3 separate regions of the Sus scrofa genome follow, and all the other regions are linked to region 2. The links are chromatin contacts, called in public Hi-C maps. All regions are on one chromosome and are shown on one strand. The core of a region is the stretch at or near the end of the contact, and the rest is flanking DNA. Distances in the headings are between cores, read along the strand shown.

The links. A called contact is a pair of places that touch in the nucleus more often than the background predicts.
Region 1: a contact with region 2 is called in a Hi-C map of liver, with 2.0 times the contacts expected there. The contact joins the promoter of LOC102165880 here to the promoter of LDHA in region 2. A contact is called at or near these places in 2 of 47 Hi-C or Micro-C datasets (embryonic fibroblasts and liver) and 1 of 2 datasets of contacts at active chromatin or transcription factors (alveolar macrophages).
Region 3: a Hi-C map of liver shows a contact between it and region 2, with 4 times the contacts expected there. The contact joins the promoter of UEVLD here to the promoter of LDHA in region 2. A contact is called at or near these places in 4 of 47 Hi-C or Micro-C datasets (heart right ventricle, liver, skeletal muscle and 1 more) and 1 of 2 datasets of contacts at active chromatin or transcription factors (alveolar macrophages).

The regions. Positions count from the first base shown.
Region 1 is chr2:41,007,571-41,010,330 of Sscrofa11.1, forward strand. It overlaps LOC102165880 (60S ribosomal protein L4-like), which reads right to left and starts at 1,423. Exons shown (of 1, transcript XM_013994507.2): 1 at 180-1,423. The coding sequence starts at 713. The coding sequence ends at 297.
Region 2 is chr2:40,823,989-40,826,688 of Sscrofa11.1, forward strand. It overlaps LDHA (lactate dehydrogenase A), which reads right to left and starts at 1,341. Exons shown (of 8, transcript NM_001172363.2): 1 at 1,259-1,341.
Region 3 is chr2:40,615,702-40,618,447 of Sscrofa11.1, forward strand. UEVLD (ubiquitin-conjugating enzyme E2 variant 3) reads left to right here and starts at 1,385. Exons shown (of 12, transcript XR_002341551.1): 1 at 1,385-1,542. It overlaps LOC100523888 (a long non-coding RNA gene), which reads right to left and starts at 1,389. Exons shown (of 2, transcript XR_002341553.1): 1 at 1,145-1,389.

The DNA.
Region 1 (2,760 bases), core at 173-2,672, 180 kb after region 2:
TCCATGAGGTTACGGGTTTGATCCCTGGGCTCACTCAGTGGGTTAAGGGTCCAGCGTTGCTGTGAACTGTGAACTCTGACTGTAGGTCAAAGACGAGGCTCGGATCCTGCCTTGCTATGGCCGTGGTGTAGGCTGGTGGCTACAGCTCTGATTCAACTCCTAGCCTGGGAACCTCCATGTGCCACGGATGTGGCCCTTAAAAGAGAAGAAGGCAAAAAATAAAGTAAAATAATAACATAAAATAAGCTGTCCAAAATGATCTGACCTTTACGGAATACACCAATTTAAGTTTCGCGTCAGCCTTCTTTTTTTTCTGTGTTGGGTTTCTTTTCAGATGCTGGTTTCTTGGTCACTGCAACCTTTCTTTTTTCCCCCACCAAAGGCTTCTTACGGCCGACGGGCTTCAATCCTTTCTTTCCTACCAGAGGCTTCTTGCCTGGAACCCCCTTCTCATCTGATTTGGCCTCCAGTGCTGTGGCTGCCTTATCCATCAGGATTTTGTGGATCTTGGCCTGGTGCAGAATGGTGTTCTGGCATGTGGGCTTTGCATACAGGTTTAGCTTCAAATAATTCTCAGGGTTTTCAGTGGCTTCTTCCTCAGGACGCTGTGATGAATCTTCTTGCTTGGTGCTCAGGGGAGGGGGGGTGTCAGGGGGCAGGGCTCTTTGGCTCTCTGGGCTTTTCATGATTCTGCTAAGGTCTGTGTTGAGCATCTTGTGTGAGGAGCTTGTAGTTACTCTTGAGGGAGGCAACGTTACACTAAGTGCCACAGAGCTTGTCTAACATGCGGAAAGCACTTTCAGTCCAAAGGCAGAAATGTCCCACGTACCCACCAGGAGCAAGTTTCAAAATGTTCAGTTTGCTTACATTAAGTCAGGCAATTCCAGGGATGTTTCTGAAGGCCTTGATGATACCTTGTCCTCATTATAGACGATGCAGGGGTCCCTGTGCTCCATACGGCATCAGTTTCTCATCTGGTCTCTGCCAGCTCTCATTCACTGAGAGGTGTAAAACTTTTTGATATCATTCCTGGCCTCCAGTTTCTTCAGACGCAAAACAGCCTCCTTGGTCTTCTTGTAGTCTTCAACTTTATCTTCCACCACCAAAGGAAGTTCAAGAACTTCCTCAATACGATGAACTTCAGATATCGTAAGGCCAAGGCAGCCAAGGTAGAGCAGACGGCATATCTCTTCTGCATTGTGTTCACTCTGAGGTGCCAGTGTCGCCAGGTCTTGGTTGGCACAAACATGCGGCCCGCATGATACCTATTTCCAAAAGCACTCTGGCCAGCATGGTAATCCTGCCACCTCAAACCCTGGGAGTTTGAACCCCAGCTCTGCCAGTAGCCTAAGACTCAGCGCTGGTTTGATGACCTGCTAATTCACTGACAGTCTAGGGCTTCTGTTGTTTTTGCACAAGTTGGTGGGAACAAAGTTCACCATAGCTGGTCAAAAGGGAGCCTTGAACACGGAAGGCACAGTGCCATTTTTACGCAATGATCCCTCCTCTTCAGGGTACACTGATATCAGTGGGCAGGCCCACACTATGGCGAGGAGAGGAGAAGGCCACACTCCTCGAAACCCAGCTCCCACAGGAAAAGCTATTTTACACTTTTGGAAAGAGTTCGTTTAGACTTAGACATCGATCTTAATCTTACATCACTCTTGTGCATAAACAAAAAGGAAAGCATGCACAGAGTCAATCCTAAAGCAATGATAACCATTTCATGAGTGCTGCTTGGTCATCTGTGAATGCAAAACACATCCTAATTGTAGAAATTTATAATCAAGAAATCTATGCCTTTGGAGTTCCCGTTGCGATGCAGTGAAAATGAATCTGACTAGGAACCATGAGGTCGAGGATTTGATCCCTGGCCTTGCTCAGTGGGTTAAGGGTGTTGCCATGAGCTGTGGTGTAGGTCGCAGACGAGGCTCGAATCCTGCGTTGCTGTGGTTGTGGCTGTGGCTGTGGTGTAGGCCAGCAGATGTAGCTCTGATTTGACCCTTAGCCTGGGAGCCTCCTTATGCTGTGGGTGCGGCCCTAAAAAGAAAAAAAAAAATCTATGCCTTAGAAGAGATGAAATAGGATATTTCTATTTATTTATTTATTTATGGATATTTCAATTTAAACCTACATAGTTTTTCTCTCTCACACTATGTTTACTGAGAAGAAATAACAAGCTTTGAGCTATCATTAATCATAAAATCTAAAAAAATCTCAGAATATAAGCTTTGTCCTTGAAGCATGTGATAACCCTAAACTTGAGAAACACTGTAGGGTTTTCCTGCTCTATGAAAACATTGATTGTGAGACGTGGAATTTGTTCACGTACTATGATAAGCCTCGGGCAGTTGACTCGTGGCTGTATCCATCTAGACTTCTTTGTGTGTGTGTGTGTGAGTGTGTGTGTGTGTCTTTTTAGGGCCACACCCATGTCATAAGGAAGTTCCCAGGCTAGGGGTCGAATCACTGCTGCCCCTCCTCAGCTTGGGAGCTTATGGGACCCGGCCCTTCTTCCTGGATACCCTCTCTAGGACGTGGGGTACTTAGAAACACATTGTCCTCAGCTGTGGGTGACGGGAAAGAAGCATCACTCAACTGCCTGGTTTTCACACTTGGGTGCAAAGGGAGCTCTTTCACAATTCTCTAATTTCCCAGGTTCAATTTTTGAAATCTGTAATTACGAGAAAGATGATCCAGGTCCTCTCTGAGAACAGTGGGCTTAGTGTACACACACATTTATCATCCACGGAGCCCTGT
Region 2 (2,700 bases), core at 91-2,590:
GGAGGCGCCTCGTTTGGCTTCTGCCGCGATCCTTGGTGCAAAGGCGTGAGGAACGGTATGAGGAAATTTTGTTAGTACCGGAAATGCAGCGATAGCTGCAGAGACCTGAAGACTGGAGCCCTCAAGTTAATAGATACTTGGTGGAACCCTGGATTTCCAGAGCCAGGGAGGGGAGCTTCGACTCTCCTAATCTAATTCTACATTGGATTCACTGGAGAAATTATCACAGATTGCATCGTGAAAGCACCAAGTCTAATCTTGACACCAGCCCAAAGAGCAAAAATATCTGAGAGGGTTTGCAGGCAGGCAGCCCAGAATCACCAAGCTAGAATTGAGTCTCTCCTTACAAATTGCTGCTATTTCTAGACAGCCTTGTAAGGTTTCTAAAGCCTGGCTGGGGGAAGGGAGTTCTTTCTGCAGACATCTCCAGGTTTCACCATAATCTGAGTCCTGGGCTCCAGTGCTCCCTTCCATGTGGGAATACGAGTCCGGGTGAAGCCCTGCAGAAAGAGGGCCTACCTCCCAAGTCGGCCACCCGCTCACTGTGACCTTAGAGATGCCCTAACCAGCCGTAGGTTCCCCCATTTGTCAAAAGGAGAAGAAGGTACGAGATGATCCTACTCTCAATATACTGAGAGGCGGGAGAGCTGGCTGATAATCACCCTTACTGCCTCTTCTTTGCATGCTCCATGTCTAGTGTAGCGCCCATACATCAGTAGCTTCTTTAAAAATGTAATTAACTCAAGAAACGCTCTATAATCTGCAGGCAGCAGCTGCCCTCAAGAAGCCCACCTCTTGAGAGTCCCACGGTTAAAATGCGACCAAAAGGGCACCCAGCAGCTTTCTGGCTTCCAGGAATCCACCCAAACACTGCTGAAGCTTTTTCGGCCCCGTGGACTCCAAGAACCGGACTTCGAGTTCTGTGCGGTTTGCCCATTTCGAGCCTAGAGGTATGCCCCACCCTTCAGACCTGTCGAATCCTGGTCCTTCCGCATCCACTCAGGCCTTCGACCCCAGATTAGATGCGGCCACCTCCTTGGTTCCCCAACCCACCCAGAGGCTACTGTGCCCATTTAGAGCCAAAGGAGGTTACCGCGGGTCCCAAGCCCATGCGTGGCGTGGGCCACCGCCCAGGTCTCTGGGAAGCAGAGCCAACACCTCGCGGGAGCAGGGACCCCTTCGTGGGCAGCGCGGCGACAGAGAAGCCCAAAGTTGTCGCTCTTCCCCTCGGGCGCCGTGCGCGCCGGGCGGGACGTACCGGGAGTGCACTTCGGGCGGGCGTGGGAGGCGCACAGTGTCGGATCCGGACTTGGCGGCAGCTGCTCCGGTACTCCGAGCGCGAAGCGGGAGGGGCCTTAAAAGCAACAGCGAGGTTGACGTCAAGGGGGAGCCGGGCGGACGTGCAAGAACCCACGTGTGGGTTGGGCTGGGGGCGGGCTCCGAGCCGGGCGGGGCAGTGGGGGGGGGCGGTGGCGCACGCAGCGGAAGGACCCATGTGCGCCCAGCTATGCAAAGGGCTGCCCAGACCCACGCTGCCTCCGGCCGCAGAAATCCAGGCTAGAGCCATCAGCCAGAGTCAAGCCAACCCTCATTTCCTCTTCCTTAAAATGTGGAAGTTACTCTCAAGGAAGGCTCGATCTGAATTTTTGCTGCTGTTGTCCAGTGTCCAGAACAGCTTCTAGCACATAATGGGCACTCGACAAATTTTTGTTGAAAGAAAGTGCCTAGCACAGCCTCAGTGTATTCCTCTTACCTAAGTTGAGTGATCTCCAAAACTTGACCCAGCTTGACCTCCTACTGCTAAAACTTCCAAGTCCCATAACTCAAAGGAAAGCCTCATCCTCTTGTCCGCACTCCCTACTGCCCCACCGGCCCAGCACCTTGTATCCCAGCCACACCCAAGAACTGCCTGGTTTTTTGTTTCTTGGTTTGTTTGTTTGTTTGTTTAAGCATATCATTATTTTTTTACCTTTGGGCGTTTGCTCATGCTGGTTCCAGGCCGGCCTTCCTTCTCCATCTCTTTTCAACTGGACCCATCTTCTGGTACTCCCCCCTCTCCCCCACCACATACACCCAGGGAGTTGGTATCTCCTTTCTCTCTGTTCCCACCACACTAGTCTGTACATCCTTCAGACGAGCTTGCCTTAGAGGTGTGGGTGTGTGGATCCGCTCTCCTACCTGCTGATGTGTCTCTTAAGAGCAAGAGTGAGTCTACTTACTTCCTGCACCTGGGGCACCAATTTAGCCGCCACTTCTGAGAAAAATCCAAAATCCCGGGCCCTTTGGTTTTGAAAGAACTCTAATCTCAACTGCAGAAAAGCAGCACATCTGGCACATCCTAATGGTTTTCCCATCACTCTGGGAGGCCCAGAAACCTAGGTTGTCTCCCCAAACACACAGCAGAGGGGCTGAGGGCCAGCTACAGGTCTCCAAGTTTCCTCGGGCAGGGCAGATTGCAACAATGTCTGTGGTTCCTCAGTCTTTGCAACAATGTCCTCATTTAGTCAGGGCTGGGTCTCTGCCTGCCCATCAAATGCAACCACAGATGCTGGGAAGAGGAGGGCAGAGAGCAGGCAAGTAGGAACCTTCACCAGGAGGGCTCTGGAATGACCTCTGAAGATAATCTAGGCAGAGAGTTTGCAGTCCCCTAAATTAAGGCACCGAACAAGAGCTCACTCTGAGCACAGCTTCCCTCTTTTT
Region 3 (2,746 bases), core at 135-2,634, 210 kb before region 2:
TCTTGCCCCACCACACACACCGCAGTCTCTTCACAACACAGTAGTCAGACTTAGTCTTTTATAACTCAGTCAGATTGTGTCACTCCTCTGTTTAAAACCCTCCAGTGGCTTCCTCTTCTCTCAGGGCAAAAGCCTGAGAGAGAAAAAAAAGCAGCCTCTGACATCTGGAAACTGGACTGAGCCAGCTAGGTCTTAGGCTTGTTAGAAGCTGACCTGACCCTCACAGCCTGGCTCCTGTTGTCTCCTGCTGGATATAAACAATCTCTCAGAACACCAACATCAGGAAGGGTCACTCAGACCATGACAAAAATGAGACAAAACAAGGCCCCCAATGTCCTCTCTTGCTTTTTGCTGAAGGTGGTATTTATGGTGAGGGCTTCTGCCATTTCGGCCAGTTACTCAGTTCTCCTGGGTCTTTCCCAAGTATACAGTGTTATGAACTTTTGTTTAATTTTCTCTTGTTATTACCTCCTGTCAATTCCACTCTTAGATCAGCCAGAAGAACCCAGAAGAGTAGAGGAAAATTTCTTCCTCCCCAACAATATCTAGCAAATAGCCAAGGCTCAACAAAAGTTTGCTGAATTAGTAAGTGCTCCTTCCAGCCTTTCACTTTCTTCTCCTAATGGAGTCACAGCATTCCTATCTCTGGCTCTTCCTATAACTATAATCACCCTCCATCCCACCCAACCTCTCAGACAGTTAAAATAGCCAGCCCCTGGGGACTTTGTAGGCACACTGGCTCAAGCCAGGGATGCAAAGCAGGTAAGTAACTGACTCAAGGAGACCAAAGAAAGCCAGCAAATTGCATCTTTTTGTTTTTTCCTTCTCCAGACGACCTTATCCACCAATTTACTTTCTTTTGTTTTCAAACTCTTTTTGACAGCTGACTTTTTCCTCTGTCTGCCACCAACCTGGTTATGCTCCGCTCCCCCCTCCCCCGCAAAAGGCAACCCCTCCTGGCAATGCTGCATCACCCTCACTCAGCTGTCTTATCTCCCAGTTCTGACAAGACTCCTGCTGCCTCCGTCTTCCTTTCTAGCCCCCCGAAATTTTGCTTTTTAAGTTCCATTACCTCTTCCTTCCTAAATCCAACCACAATTTGGGGTCTTGATCTTTCTCCCTACTGCGCTGTATTTAACATCACCTTTTCGAAACTCTCCGAGAACAGTGCCAATAACTTCTACCTCCTTTCGTGCTCCTCCTTGGACTTCCTATTCCTCTCTTCACAGATGTCCCCAAGTTTCCTTTCCAGCAAGCTGGGTCGTGGTCCTCTCGGCGCTCACGCGTTTCTGACGGCGATCAGGGTGGAGCGGTGGTCAGACTCCAGGCGGAGCCTGGGCGAGCCTGGAGCATTGGACACAAGTGGACTTTCGAGTCTGGGAAGGGGCGGGGCCTTGGACCGGTCGGGAAGTTTGGTCCTCGGCGGCCGCCGTCCAGGGAAGGTGTGTAAGGAGATCGGGTGCTGGGGTGGCAGAACCGTCCTTGCGGTCCCGGCTGGACATGGAATTCGACAGCGAGGGTCTGAGACGACTACTTGGCAAGGTGCGGGCAGCTAGCCGGGCAGCGTCTGGGACCTCGGGGTCTGGGGTTGTTTCCACCCCTGGTCGCACCGCCTCCTCGCGGAGTTTGCTCGGCTTGTCACGGGGCGTAGAGCGGGGGTGGGCTGGTCTGGAACCGACGGCGGGGAATGGGCCCAAGGAGGCGGCGGGCCTCTCCCTCCCAAGGCCCGGCCTCTGGCTCCACCGGCAACTTCGAGATCCCCCCCGACCCCACCCTATCACTTGCTGTGCGGCGTTCTCACGCCACCAGCTTCTCTGCGTCTCAAACAGATTCCGGCTCTGCCCTGTTCCTTTTACCACGCCCTTCTGTTTGCTGAAATGGGCTGCCCCACCTTTTAAGACTCAACTCAGTTATTATTCAGTCCTTCCTCTACTTCCTTTCAGAAGTATAGATGATCACTTTGTGGAGTAACTGTTCGTTTGCAAATCTTGCTGGGGAGGTGGGGTAGGTGGGCGGGGGTGAACTTTTTGATGGCCGAGACCGTGCTGTAGTATTCCCTTCACTTAGCCCTGCGCCCGACTACGATGGTGGTGCTGAGTAACTGCAGTGAATGAAAGCTCTGTGTAGATTTAGGAATGAAGACAGGGCTTGAAGGCCCGGAAGAGATCCTCTTAACATTGAAATGTTGAGTGGGAGGGCCATTTTCCCTGTTAGATCAGGCTTTTAGTCCAGGCTCCCTGATTCCCCACCAGTGTACAGTCTGAGGTAACCACCTTTTTTTGCCTCCAGTTTCTTAGTTTAAATGGTTCATAATGCATTTTAAGACTTAGCCATGTGGAAACATTTATGCCATTTTTGTTGGGTTTGCTTATGTCTTTTTTTTTCCTTCCTTCCATCTTTCTTTCGTTCTTTCCTTTCCTTTCCTTTTTTCTTTCTTTCTTTCCTTTTCTTTTTTGCTTTTTTTAAGGGTATGGAAGTTCCCAGGCCAGGGATTGAATCTGAGCTGCAGTTGTGATCTACCCTCTGTGGCTACGCAGGATCCTTCAATCCACTGTGCCAGAAGGGGAGTGCATTTTTTTTAAGACATAAAATAGTTCTTTTTTTTTTCTCCAGATGTCAAAAAGGCAAATCACATATTTGACTGGTAGTGACATTTGTGTTTTCAAGCCCTAAGGAAGAGTGCTTTTGCCCTCTCTTGATAAACTTTTATAACAGTTTTACAGTTAAATCAGTTCTGGTATATATG